2 separate regions of the Mus musculus genome follow, and region 2 is linked to region 1. A link is a contact called in public Hi-C data. All regions are on one chromosome and are shown on one strand. The core of a region is the stretch at or near the end of the contact, and the rest is flanking DNA. Distances in the headings are between cores, read along the strand shown.

Evidence for each region. Hi-C and Micro-C count contacts between places; a contact is called where the count stands out from the background.
Region 2: a contact with region 1 is called in a Hi-C map of muscle stem cells, with 1.6 times the contacts expected there. The contact joins two enhancer-like sites. A contact is called at or near these places in 3 of 39 promoter capture datasets (the C10 cell line, the HPC-7 cell line and pre-B cells) and 3 of 484 Hi-C or Micro-C datasets (muscle stem cells, nephron progenitors and regulatory T cells).

Annotation. Positions count from the first base shown.
Region 1 is chr6:8,373,978-8,379,696 of GRCm38.p6, reverse strand. The region is part of intron 3 of Umad1 (UMAP1-MVP12 associated (UMA) domain containing 1); the gene reads right to left. It also overlaps the pseudogene Gm8428. Among named protein-coding and RNA genes, the nearest start is that of Gm46952, 31 kb to the right of the region's middle. Within about 2 kb of position 2,631, at least 8 of the 459 cell types and tissues checked have an H3K27ac peak or open chromatin away from gene starts, as enhancers often do. A contact at or near this core is called in muscle stem cells, where this site is marked.
Region 2 is chr6:8,443,667-8,449,385 of GRCm38.p6, reverse strand. No RefSeq gene overlaps it. Among named protein-coding and RNA genes, the nearest start is that of Gm26075, 55 kb to the left of the region's middle. Within about 2 kb of position 2,390, at least 77 of the 459 cell types and tissues checked have an H3K27ac peak or open chromatin away from gene starts, as enhancers often do. A contact at or near this core is called in muscle stem cells, where this site is marked.

The sequences.
Region 1 (5,719 bases), core at 1,382-3,881:
TAATTTACCAGTTATGTTCTTATCATGTTATTTCTACAGATAGATATGATGACTTATGTTTGTAATTCAGCCCTTAAGAGTCTGAAGCAGTAAGATCACTGAGAGTCTGAGCTAGTCCAGGCTAGACTGAGTTCTACGCCATCCTAGCATACAAAGGCTCTGTCTTAACACATAAAGCAACCAACCAGCTGGCTTGCCAGTCAGTCAACCAACCAACCAACCAACCAACCAACCAACCAACCAACCAACCACTTCTGCATTTCCTAGTCTTTTAAAGTGAACTATGGATAATATTTTTGGGTCAGGCCAGTGGGGAAGATGGCCACACTGCAGGAGAGTGAAGTCTAAGTGGATGGCCAGCTGAAACTAAGCAAGAATGAGCTGAAGAGGTGTCTGAAAGCTGAGAAGAAACTGGCAGAGAAAGAGGCCAAGCAGAAAGAGCTCTGTGAGAAACAGCTAAAGCAGACTGCTTGTGCCACGACCAACCACACTGATGACAATGGTGTGGGTGCTGAGGAGAAGACTCTGGACCCAAATCAATACTACAAGATCCACAGCCAAGCAGTCCACACCTGAAGGTCAGTGGGGCAGAACCCGCACACACACAAGTAACATGTGGACGGACAGCTCACTCACTCAGTTCATCCAAGAATACAGTCACCTGCAGCCTGGGACCACCTGACTGATGTTACCCTCAAAGTGGCAGGTCACATCCATGCCAAGAGAGCCTCTGGGGGAAAGTTCATCTTCTATGACCTTTGAGCAGAGGGTGTCAAGTTACAAGTGATGGCCAACTCCAGGAATTATAAATCAGAAGAGGAATTTGTTCACATAACTAACAACCTGCGCCAGGGAGACATAATTGGAGTTGAGGGGAATCCTGGGAAAACCACGAAGGGTGAGCTGAGCATCACCCTAGGAGATCACACTGCTGTACATGCTGCCTCATTGTCACTTTGGTCTCAAAGACAAGGAAACACAGTATCACCAGAGATACTTGGACTTGATCCTAAACGACTTTGTGAGGCAGAAATTTATCGTCTGCTCTGAGATCATCACATATATAAGAAGTTTCTTGGATGAGCTAGGATCCCAAGAGACTGAAACTCCCATGATGTGTTCGTCACTGGGGAGCTGTGGCCAAACCTTTCATCACCTATCACAATGAATTGGACATGAACTTGTATATGAGAATTGCTCCAGAATTCTACCACAAGATGCTGGTAGTTGTGCCACTGGCCACGCTTATGAAATTGGGTGCCAGTTATGGAACGAAGGGATTGATTTGACTCACAATCCTATTCACCACCTTTGAGTTCTACATGGCCTATGCAGACTATCATGACCTCATGGAAATCATAGAGAAGATGCTGTCAGAAATGGTGAAAAACATTACAGGCAGTTAAAAGATCGCCTACTACCCAGATGGGCCAGAAGGCCAAGCCTAAAAGACTGACTTCACCCTACCAAAGCCATCAGCACGGTAGAAGAGGTTGAGAAAGCCCAAGGTGTGAAGCTGCCACAAACAAGTCTCTTTGAAATTGAAGAAACTCGAAAAATTCTTGATGATATTTGTGTTGCAAAAGATATTGAATGGCCCCCACCTCGGCCCACAGCCAGGCCCCTTGATAAGCTTGTTGGAAAGTTCCTCCAAGTGACATGATCAGTCCTACACTCATCTGTGGTCACTCACAGATCATGGGTCCTTTGGCCAAATGGCACTGCTCCCAAGAGGGTCTCAGTGAGTGCTTTGAGCCATTCGTCATGAAGAAGGGGGATGTGATGCCCACACTGAGCTGAATGACCCTGTGTGGCAGCGACAGCTGTTTGAAGAACAAGCCAAGGCCCAGGCTGCTGGTGATGACGAGGCCATCTTCATAGACGAGAACTTCTGCACTGCCCTGGAATATGGGCTGTCCCCCACAGTCGGCTGGGGCATGAGGATCGATCGACTTACTATGTTTCTCACAGATTCCAACAAAATCAAGGAAGTACTTCTGTTTCCTGCCACGAAGCCTGAAGACAAGAAGGAAACTGCAATGGCCACTAAAACCTCAGAGAGCAAGCACAGAGACCAGCCCCTCTGTCTAGAAGATACATGCAACTATGGTGTCTGAATCTCAGGAGATCTGGTCTGAGGAAGCGATTCCTGTGTGGCGTCCATCTGGCCACTGCAGTTCAACCACCACAAGAGAGAAGAATTAAAGAATTTCTTTTTTATTCCTTGTTACCAAATAAACCATTTCTCTCCTTAAAAAATAATAAAGTGAACTATGACTCTCCCTGCTAGTATATTAATTATAATATCTTTATCGAATATATGCGCTTCAAAACTATCTAAAAATCATTAAATCATTTTTTTGTTGTTAATGAGAATGCCAAAAGTAAGATTTTTTTAAAAAATGGTTAACTACTAAGAAGTTGAAACAAAACAAAACACAAAACATGTTTCTTTTTCTAGAGAGAAGATATTCAGTTTCTAATAAAACAGAAGACAGAATTTGTTAAAGAAGACCACTTACTTAATCAGAAACTGAAGTCACCGCCAGTGCATTTATGGCACAGGAGGCTGTGAAGCTAACAAAGCCGTGAGCTCTGCCTTCTAAGCATGGCATTACAGTGAAGTCATCAAGAACAGCACAAGAGGTCAGAAGTGATGGGGTTGTCTTTGGCTGCAGCAGCAAAGAGGTCACAAGAGGTAGCGGTTGAATAGAGTCTGAGGTTAAGTTCTTACTCAAGGCATTTTAGAGGTACTGAAGAAAGAGATCTGGGAAAGAAACAGTGATCCAGTAACAGTCAAGTGCACAGATGAGGACCTAGCTGAGGGAAAAGAAGCCTGCTATGAAAATGCTCAGTAGGTAGATTCATCAGGACTTGATGAGGAGGTAAGACAAATGCATCCAAATGACATTCGGCTTTCTTATTTGGTTGTTGAATCAATTGCTAACATATTTTTTTGAAAGGACTTTGTATATACCAGATGTGAATCTGAGTTATAAGGTCTATTTTAATTCTAACAGGTGGTAAATAAATGATCAGAAACAGAGATAACTGTAGTGGAGAAGATGAAACAAAGTTATGTGGTGGCGACTGGGGGTGTGACACTTCAGCAGAGATAGTCATGAGAAAGGCTAGCAAAATAAATGATAGTTTCTATGACAACGAAGAGCCAAGGCAAGCTCTGGTAAGGAGCATGAGTGCCAGCAGCCAACAGGACAAGAAGAGAAAGAGCTCAGCATCATGAAATGACAGGAAGGCCAGTGGCCCAGACGGAAGGCTGGGGCATGGCGAGGAATGAGAATGGAAGGGGAAGGGGTTCCTGGAGCCCGCTCTAGGCTTAAGTGCTCATTCTCCTTAGTGAGAACTCAGCTAGTCTCAAGCCAATAAACAGTGTGCCTGACATTTACTTTGGTTTGCTATGTTACCAGTAGGCTCTAAGGGAACACTGGAGGTAGAAACCTGGCACAAGTGGTGGCTTTGTGTTCTAACAGTGGCAAGGCTGAGGGACTGCTGGAATCCAGAGGCTAGGATGACAAGACATGAAAGAGATAAAAAGGAATGTGAAGGACAGAGTGGAGCCAAGGATGCCTCAGGGATTCAGTTCTACACCTGCCATAGATAATGGTGATATGTCGAGATGATGAAAACTTGGACAGAGATGCTTTGGGGCTGCAAAAATCAACAAGTAGACCTCTCCATGGTCAAGTGAAGGTTGAAATGTTTAGATATAAGTAAAATGCAGTCTGCTGGCTAGACAGTCCCATACTCAGGGCCATAGGCTCATACATACTACACTCACTGTGGGAGTTGTGAGTCTCTCACCAGAGCTTAAAACTCCCAGATTAGATGATAGTTTTTTTCTACGTGAAGGTATAAGCAGTACAGACTATACAACAATGTTTTCATTGTTGGGTTTTTAAAGAAGAGAAATAAAGAATTCTATTTTAGGTGTTTAAGGTAAAGACAAATAATTTTGACTTTTTTATGATAAACCATAGATAGCCTCTTATGATTTAACTATGTGGTTTCCTCTGGAGCACCCGTTTCTTTTGTGCTCTCTGATAGCGAACACTGGTTGTTCCATTGCTCAGAAAGCACTTCTAACTCATCTGAGTATGTACACTGCCTCTGAGGTACTAATGGAAAGTCTAGAACACAGCCTGACAATGAGCTAGCTCAATTCCCTGGTGACTCTGAATGCTCCTTTCCTTAAGAAGGAGCCTTGGAAGACTCCAGACCGACAAGTAAACTGTCAAGCTGTATAGACATATCCAGTACATCCTTTATTATGCTGCAGTTCCTCCCACCCCCACCTGTTTGGTTTGACATGTGGAAACTGAATTCTTAATGTAATAGCATTAAGAGATGTGGCTTTGGGGAGATAATTAGGTCGTGAGGGTGGAACCTTCATAAGGTGGACTGTTTCCTTTAATAAGGGGTGACGGTCAAAGCTCCATGTGATGACACAAGAAGGAACCACCCATGAACTAAAAAAGCAGGCTCTCTTATCTGATAGCAAAGTTGCTAGCACCTTGATGTTGGGGTTCCCAGTTCTGGAACTTAAAATGACTTCCTACTGTCTGTAAGCCAGTATACAGTATGGCGCTTTGTAACAGTAACCTGATAAAGACACTAAGCAATTAGAACTTACAAAGTCATGGTGGCTACTTCCTGAGCCTCCAGCAGAGCAGTGCTTTATTCTGATCACAGGGGGTCACATGGTCAACACTGAGCAGTGCTTTATTCCAATCACAGGGGGTCACATGGTCAACACTGAGCTCTCGCTCTGTGCTTGAAGTGAAGTGAAATTGAAGAGATCACGTGCTTGGTGCACAAGGTAGATAGTTTCTTTCTTGCATCCATTTCTTTCATCATTATCTACCCAGTTCTTTGTACTGTGTCTTAGGTATAGTCACGGTTTAGTAAATATTTGTGGAATGAATGAATGAAAGAATAAATGCAGGTAAGTAAAAAAATAAAATGATTTTTCTTCCTATTCATCAGTTTAAGTAAGTTTTCCCTTGATTATAAAACATTTGCTTAGTGAAAATTATTAAAAATCCCTTAAAATAAAGGCAACTTTCTACTTGTAGCTCATTATTAATTAATGAATTGTAATGAATGTATTCATTTGACAGTCTTCTTGGGCACACACTCTGGATCCTGTGCTGAGACAGACAGGGCAGACCCTGACCTCACTGATGCACGTGCTTTCGTGCTGCAGGAAGACGTGCGAATGAGTCACTGTGCAGAAAGCTGCACAATCACGCCGATCTCTTCCACCTAAGTAGTAAACTAATGCCCAACATTCCCCTAAGCCTTAAAGATAATTACTTCAGTGATTAGATACTATTAATACATTGTGCATAGAGAACCCTAACATACTAACATTCCCTCCAGGATAAAACAACTTTTTTACGGAAAAAGAAGACATAAACTGTTTTTCTCCAGAATAGTCGAGAAATATTGTCTGACAATAGAATTCTCAAAATTCTCTCAAAAATAGACTGCTCTAACTCAAGAACTCTACTTTTCTCTCTTACCCCCTCCTCTTTCATTTCTTGACCCAGAAACCCCACAAGAGCTGGGCAGCCTCTCCCAGCAGCTAGCTCAGCGCTGCTCTCACTGACCCCCGGCTTCTCCGTGTGAGTTGTTGCTGTGAATCAGCCAGAGACTCTGCACGCAGAGCCATCGGTTGCATCCCGGGATTCCCGCTGCC
Region 2 (5,719 bases), core at 1,141-3,640, 70 kb before region 1:
CACATGTGTGGTCAGAGAATTATACATGGTGAATTACAGGTGTTGGTCTTCACCTCGTATCTTGTTTAAGACAATGTCTCTTTGGTGTTCACAGCTAAATATGCCAGGCAAGATGGCTGATGAGCTTTCAAAGAGCCTCCTGTCTCTATCTTCCATTTCTCTACCGAAGCCTTAGGATTACAGACACGCACCTGTCTTCACATGGGTTCTGGAGATTCAAACTCAAGTCTGTATGTGTAGCATGGTCTTTCTCCTCACTGAGTCATCTTTCCAGTGCTATTTTTTAATTGCAATGAGTCAGGGATAAGGATGAAGCTTGGAGTAGCAGGGTCCCTGTCATCCTTTTAAAGCCAAGAGACAGGAGGACATGGAAGAAGGCAGTCTCCCCTCTCCCTCAGAAATCTCTCTTTAAAAAAAAAAAAGAATTAATTTTACTTATTCATTTTACATCCTGATCACTGCCCCCTCCTGGTCACCCCCTCCCACAACCCTCCCCCCATCCTCCCATTCCCTTCTCCTCTGAGCAGTTGGGGACCATATAGGTATCCCCCAAACCCTGGCACTTCAAGTCTCTGCAGGACTATATACATCCTCTCCCACTGAGGCCAGGCAGGCAGGCCAGCTAGAAGAACGTATCCACAGACAGGCAACAGCTTTTGGGGTAGCCTCTGCTCCAGTTGTTTGGGACCCATATAAAGACCAAACTCTACATCTTTTATGTAAGTGCAGGGAGACCTCGGTCCAGCCCATGTATGTTCTTTGGTTGAAGATTAGACTCTGAGAGTCCCAAGGGTCCAGATTAGTTGATTCTGTTGGTCTATGAAAGAAAGCAGTCAGGTGTGTATAAAGTTATTCTTCAAGTCACCTTCTAATTCTTCAGAAAGTGGCTTGCTCTGAACATAAGTCCATTGTTTCTTTTAAGCTTTAAGTATTCATACTGTAATATGGGACATCATAGAAAATGAATAACTTAAATTATACCTACTTTCAAATCTACTGTGAAGTTTAAGATTAAAATGACTTATTTACCATACTGCCTTTAGGTGAGCCCTGAATTTCCACAACCCAGCCCTAGGAGCTTGTCTCTGTACCTGCCTGATGCTCACAGTTGCTGTCCTGGGGGGCTGCAGATCACCCCACAATCAATAGTACCATCTCCACTCAGTCTGTCTGCACTAACTCTCATTGTTTTCAATAGATCCACTACTTTCGTGTTTGGGGGAAACAGGACAACTTTGAGTGGTTCCACAATGGTTCTAAGTTGGTGCCTAATAAAACAATATGCTGTTTCTAATCGCTTTGGGAAATGGTCTCCTAAGGCAGAGTCTAAAGTCAGGACAAAGAGACAGGCTCCTACTCCCGGAGCCATTGGGAAGCATCAGGTGACAGATGACAATTCTCAGGAGACTCAGCTATTCAATAATTTGGTGTTTGTGCTAGTGAACATCTTCAAAGTGAAAAATTAATTTCCCCTTTGGATTATGTTAGATACAGTTTCTAAAGCTGAAGGTTTCCATACCATCCTAGATCCACTTGTCCTCCTAGATTGAATGAAAACATCACATGGTTGTCTCCAACAACACATAAAAATAGATGGAAAAAGTCGTTGTTTCCCATGATTTTATTAACATTCATTTTTCTGTTGTTTGCATGCTTTTGTGTCCATGTGTCTGTGCATGTTTGAGCGCACAAAGGTCACCCTTAAGCATCATTTCTCAGAAGCTATCTACTTTGTTTCTGAAATTGGTTTCTTGCTGGCCTGGGGCTTTCTGCATAAGCTAGGCTGACTGACCAGCAAGTCCCTGAGCCCTTCCTAGAGCGTGTACCACCACACTCGGCTTTTAAAACTCCTAGGTTCTGTGAATCAAAATCTGGTCCTCTTGCTGCAAGGCTAAGCTACCTCCCAGGCACTTCCTTGTTAACCTTCTTCGTGGTAATCTTTAGTTAAAGAAGAAAGAAGGGACCAAGGGACGTAGAGACAGAGGTATTTAGTATTAGGCATTAAAATGAAAGTTAAGTGGTTTATTTTAGGGAGAAAGCATAGATTTCTCTTTAAAGCTTCCAAAAAACAAACAACCAAAACCAAAACCAAAACCAAACCAAAACAACAAAATTCTACACACTTCTAAAACTTCCAAATAATTACACAAAGCTTTCAAACTGGAGGCAAAGCCCTGGGATTTTAAACCCATTCTGCATGAGATGGAAGTCAAGCCTGTCCATTTGCATCTGTTGCTCTAAATAAGGCCTGCTATAGAACAGCAGGGACAAAAGGCCTTTCTTGATCTGTCCAGCTGCCTCCCACTCTTGCCAGAGCATCTCTGGGTGGAGGCTACAGTCTGTGGGGCACGCCAGAGGAGCATGAAATCAACCAGAGCTTTGACCTCTCACTGCTCCCGGCCCAGCCAGCCTAGCCAGACTTCCAGCTCTGAGCATGGCTGTCCAAGCTCCTTTCAGCCAGCTCTGCACACAAGACAGCCTCTGGACAGAAGCACATTCCGAACTGGGAAACACTCAACTTCAGCTTCCTCAGCCCTAATCAAGCAACACTGTGGGGAATTTGCTGCCGCTGAGGGACGGGTTACAGGGAGAAATTTATCATGCCTTTGCAAGGTGTGCCGAAGACAGCAACAAGTCACTAAGTTACTCTGGTGATAAAATACACCGTAAACTGGGTGGGGTGGAATATATTTCTAATCCCAGCTCCTGGGAGACAGAGGCAGGAGGAGTCTTACAAACTCTAGGTCAGCTTTTTCTATATAGTGAATTCTAGGCCAGCCAGGCTACTACACATCGTGGGTATGATTTCATATTTATATTTTACTACCCACCCCATCCCCCAAAGGACAGATAATGTAGACAACAAGTTTTAACCCTGACTCTAAGGTAATTAAGGCTTAGAACATTTTTAGTTTGGGACCATTCTTTGTCAACTACATCATCTCCTCAACTACATCATCACGCCATAGAGTGAAGAGGAGAAATATAGAGAATAAAATGAACCAGATATTTCAAAAGGAAAGGAACACTTGAACACAACCACGCAAAACCCAGGAAACCATAATTAACAGCTTCCTGTAAAGGATGGAGGGTAGCTAGCCGAGCTATTAAATGAGCAATGTGGTGTGCAGAAAGGCTAGTTGGGCTATTAAATCGATGTGGTGTGCAGAGAGGGCCGTAAGGGGGATTTATTGTTGGCAGGAGAGCTTTAAGACTGGCATTTCACAACTTCAGTGCTTTTAACTTTATATTCAGACAATTCCATTCCTACAGTTAAACAAAGCTGACATATGATAAAATCAATACTATTGCAGGTAAGGAGGGGGAGGATGCACAAATGAATTTCATTGATGGGAAGAGAACTGTTTGAGAAGATTTATGTTTGTGAATATATGTTTCTGAGAGGATGGGGAAAGGACATTGACTATCCAAGTTGAACATCAGCTGCTGCAGTAGCTACAAGTCACATACTTGTCTTTGTGTAACCCCCAAGCCAGGCGGGACTTGGTACAGTGGCAGAGAAGACAAACTAGACATAGCCTAGCTATGAGCATTCTGTAAAATGCTCTCAGGACTCTTCATGTGTTTGAATTATCAGCAGTACCTAAGCCAAAATTTAGTTTAGAACATGCTTCTTTGTAACAAATTGCTGTAGTGATTTTTAAAATCACAGCCATCACTAAGGAAGTGATGACAGCCAGCTATATTTAAGTAAGAAATATAAAATAAAGCTAGGGATAGTTGTCTTGTGCCTCCTTAACATTACTACCTCACGTATATTTTAAGAGTTGGAAAAAGTGTCAGAAACATAAAACACAGAATCATATAGTCACTCTCCCCACCGCTAACTACAGTTTTAGTGTCTTGAAGAAATCTTAACTAAACAGTAGGGCCATTCTCAAGAGCAAAAAAACCTAAATATAATATTCACTCTCAAAAATGATCTAGTGTCTATCTCTCTCTATCCCACGATAGTAACCAACTTGTTTATGAATAATTTATCTCAAACCAGTAGACAATTGCATCATGTGTCCAGGAGTATAGCCAATTCTTATTTCACACTACCCACTTGAGACACCCAGGCAACAATGAGCACTACTCTCTGAAGGACATCAACCAGTAAAACATTTAAGTTATATTTTAAGTTGATGAACTTTGGACTCCCCTCCCCTCCCTCCCAGTGTATATTGAGCCAAACAAAGAATTTCCAATAAGAGGGTACTGTGGCCAGTTGACAAAATGACCAGATTTTTGCTGACATAGTTAATACAGTCAAATTCATAGGCTCTAGAATGACTTAGAAGACAAGCTGCAGGGTGTGCCTGTGAGGGGGTTGTTAGACTGGGTTAAATGAGTTGGGAAGACTCAGAAATGGCTGGTACCACCCCATGGGCTGGAGTCCTGGACTGAATTAGGGAAAGAAAACGTGAGCTGAATAACAACAGTCCTGTGCATTTCTCCTTCATGGGAAGACTCGATGTGAACAGGCACCCCAAGGGCTTGCAGCCACGTCTGCCGCCATGATAACTGTACCATGGAACTGGAAGCCAGTACACACTCGTCTTCCCTTAAACTGCTTTTATGAGGTCTTTGGTTGTACCAAAGAGGAAAATTACTAACTGGAATACCCACTCTGTGTAGATAGGGACTCTATCATAGTTTATATTAAAATTACAAAATAGGTATTAAATAATAGATTTGATCTCTTCAAATGACCCCACAAAGGTTCTTCAGAAAAGCAAGAACCATCTTCCCAAGGAAGATTCTGATGAGCAGGTATTAAGGGATTTACTGCACGTGGTGGGCAATAGTAACTTTGTGGAGAGGTATCAGGGACAGGTCCAGTCTGACTCTTTTGGATGGACTGTAGGTATCTTGTGTTTTACAGGAACCATGGTCTGGTTTAGAAGAGGTCCAGCGAATCCTCGCCTATTCAACTAGAGCAACCTCTGAGGGAAGTGGTGTCTTTCAGATCACACGGATGTGAGCTATTCCTTCATATACTGACGGCTTGAGATGAGAACAAAGTTGCTGCATGAAATAGCATTTTCAGCCACGACTGCCAGTAGCTGCCATGTGCTACCCATACTCTGTACTCTGCTCTCAGTTAAGTCCTTGAAAACAGTCTCTTCTTTAATTATCATCTCAATACTATAAAGTCAATGTTATCTCTATTTCAAGGGTTAGAAACTTTAGTCCCCACAAGATTATACAATTTGTCCAAAGTCAAGGAACTGAGTGTAGACCTATCAATTCTTATGATTCTGAAGGAGTTAGGGGGAGGAGGGAGAGAGTGGGTGTTATCAAAGCATGTTGTATGCACATAGGAAATCCTCATGGAATTAATGGAATATTAAGAACTTTACAGTTATTTTTCTTGGAATGCATCCTACTCGGTGATGTGAGTAGCTAATGATAATGAAAAGGAGTTAAATGCTGTATTTCTAATGGTGTTTCTTTCCTAAAGGCTCTTTTGTTGAAGACATCTTTTTAAGGAACTGATGAGATGCAAACAATGTGCTTTATTTGTGGAGAGAATGAGAGTAAATGGACTCAAATGGTTAGTGGCTGAACAACAGCCAGAGGGACAAGTCCACCGAAGACCTCCAGCAGACTCAAAATCCACTCACCTTTCCTATCCTACATTTCCCATGTCATTTCATTTTAAGAAAAAAAAAGTTCCTCTTTCTCTGAAACACCCCTTGTTCTGAGGAGCTCC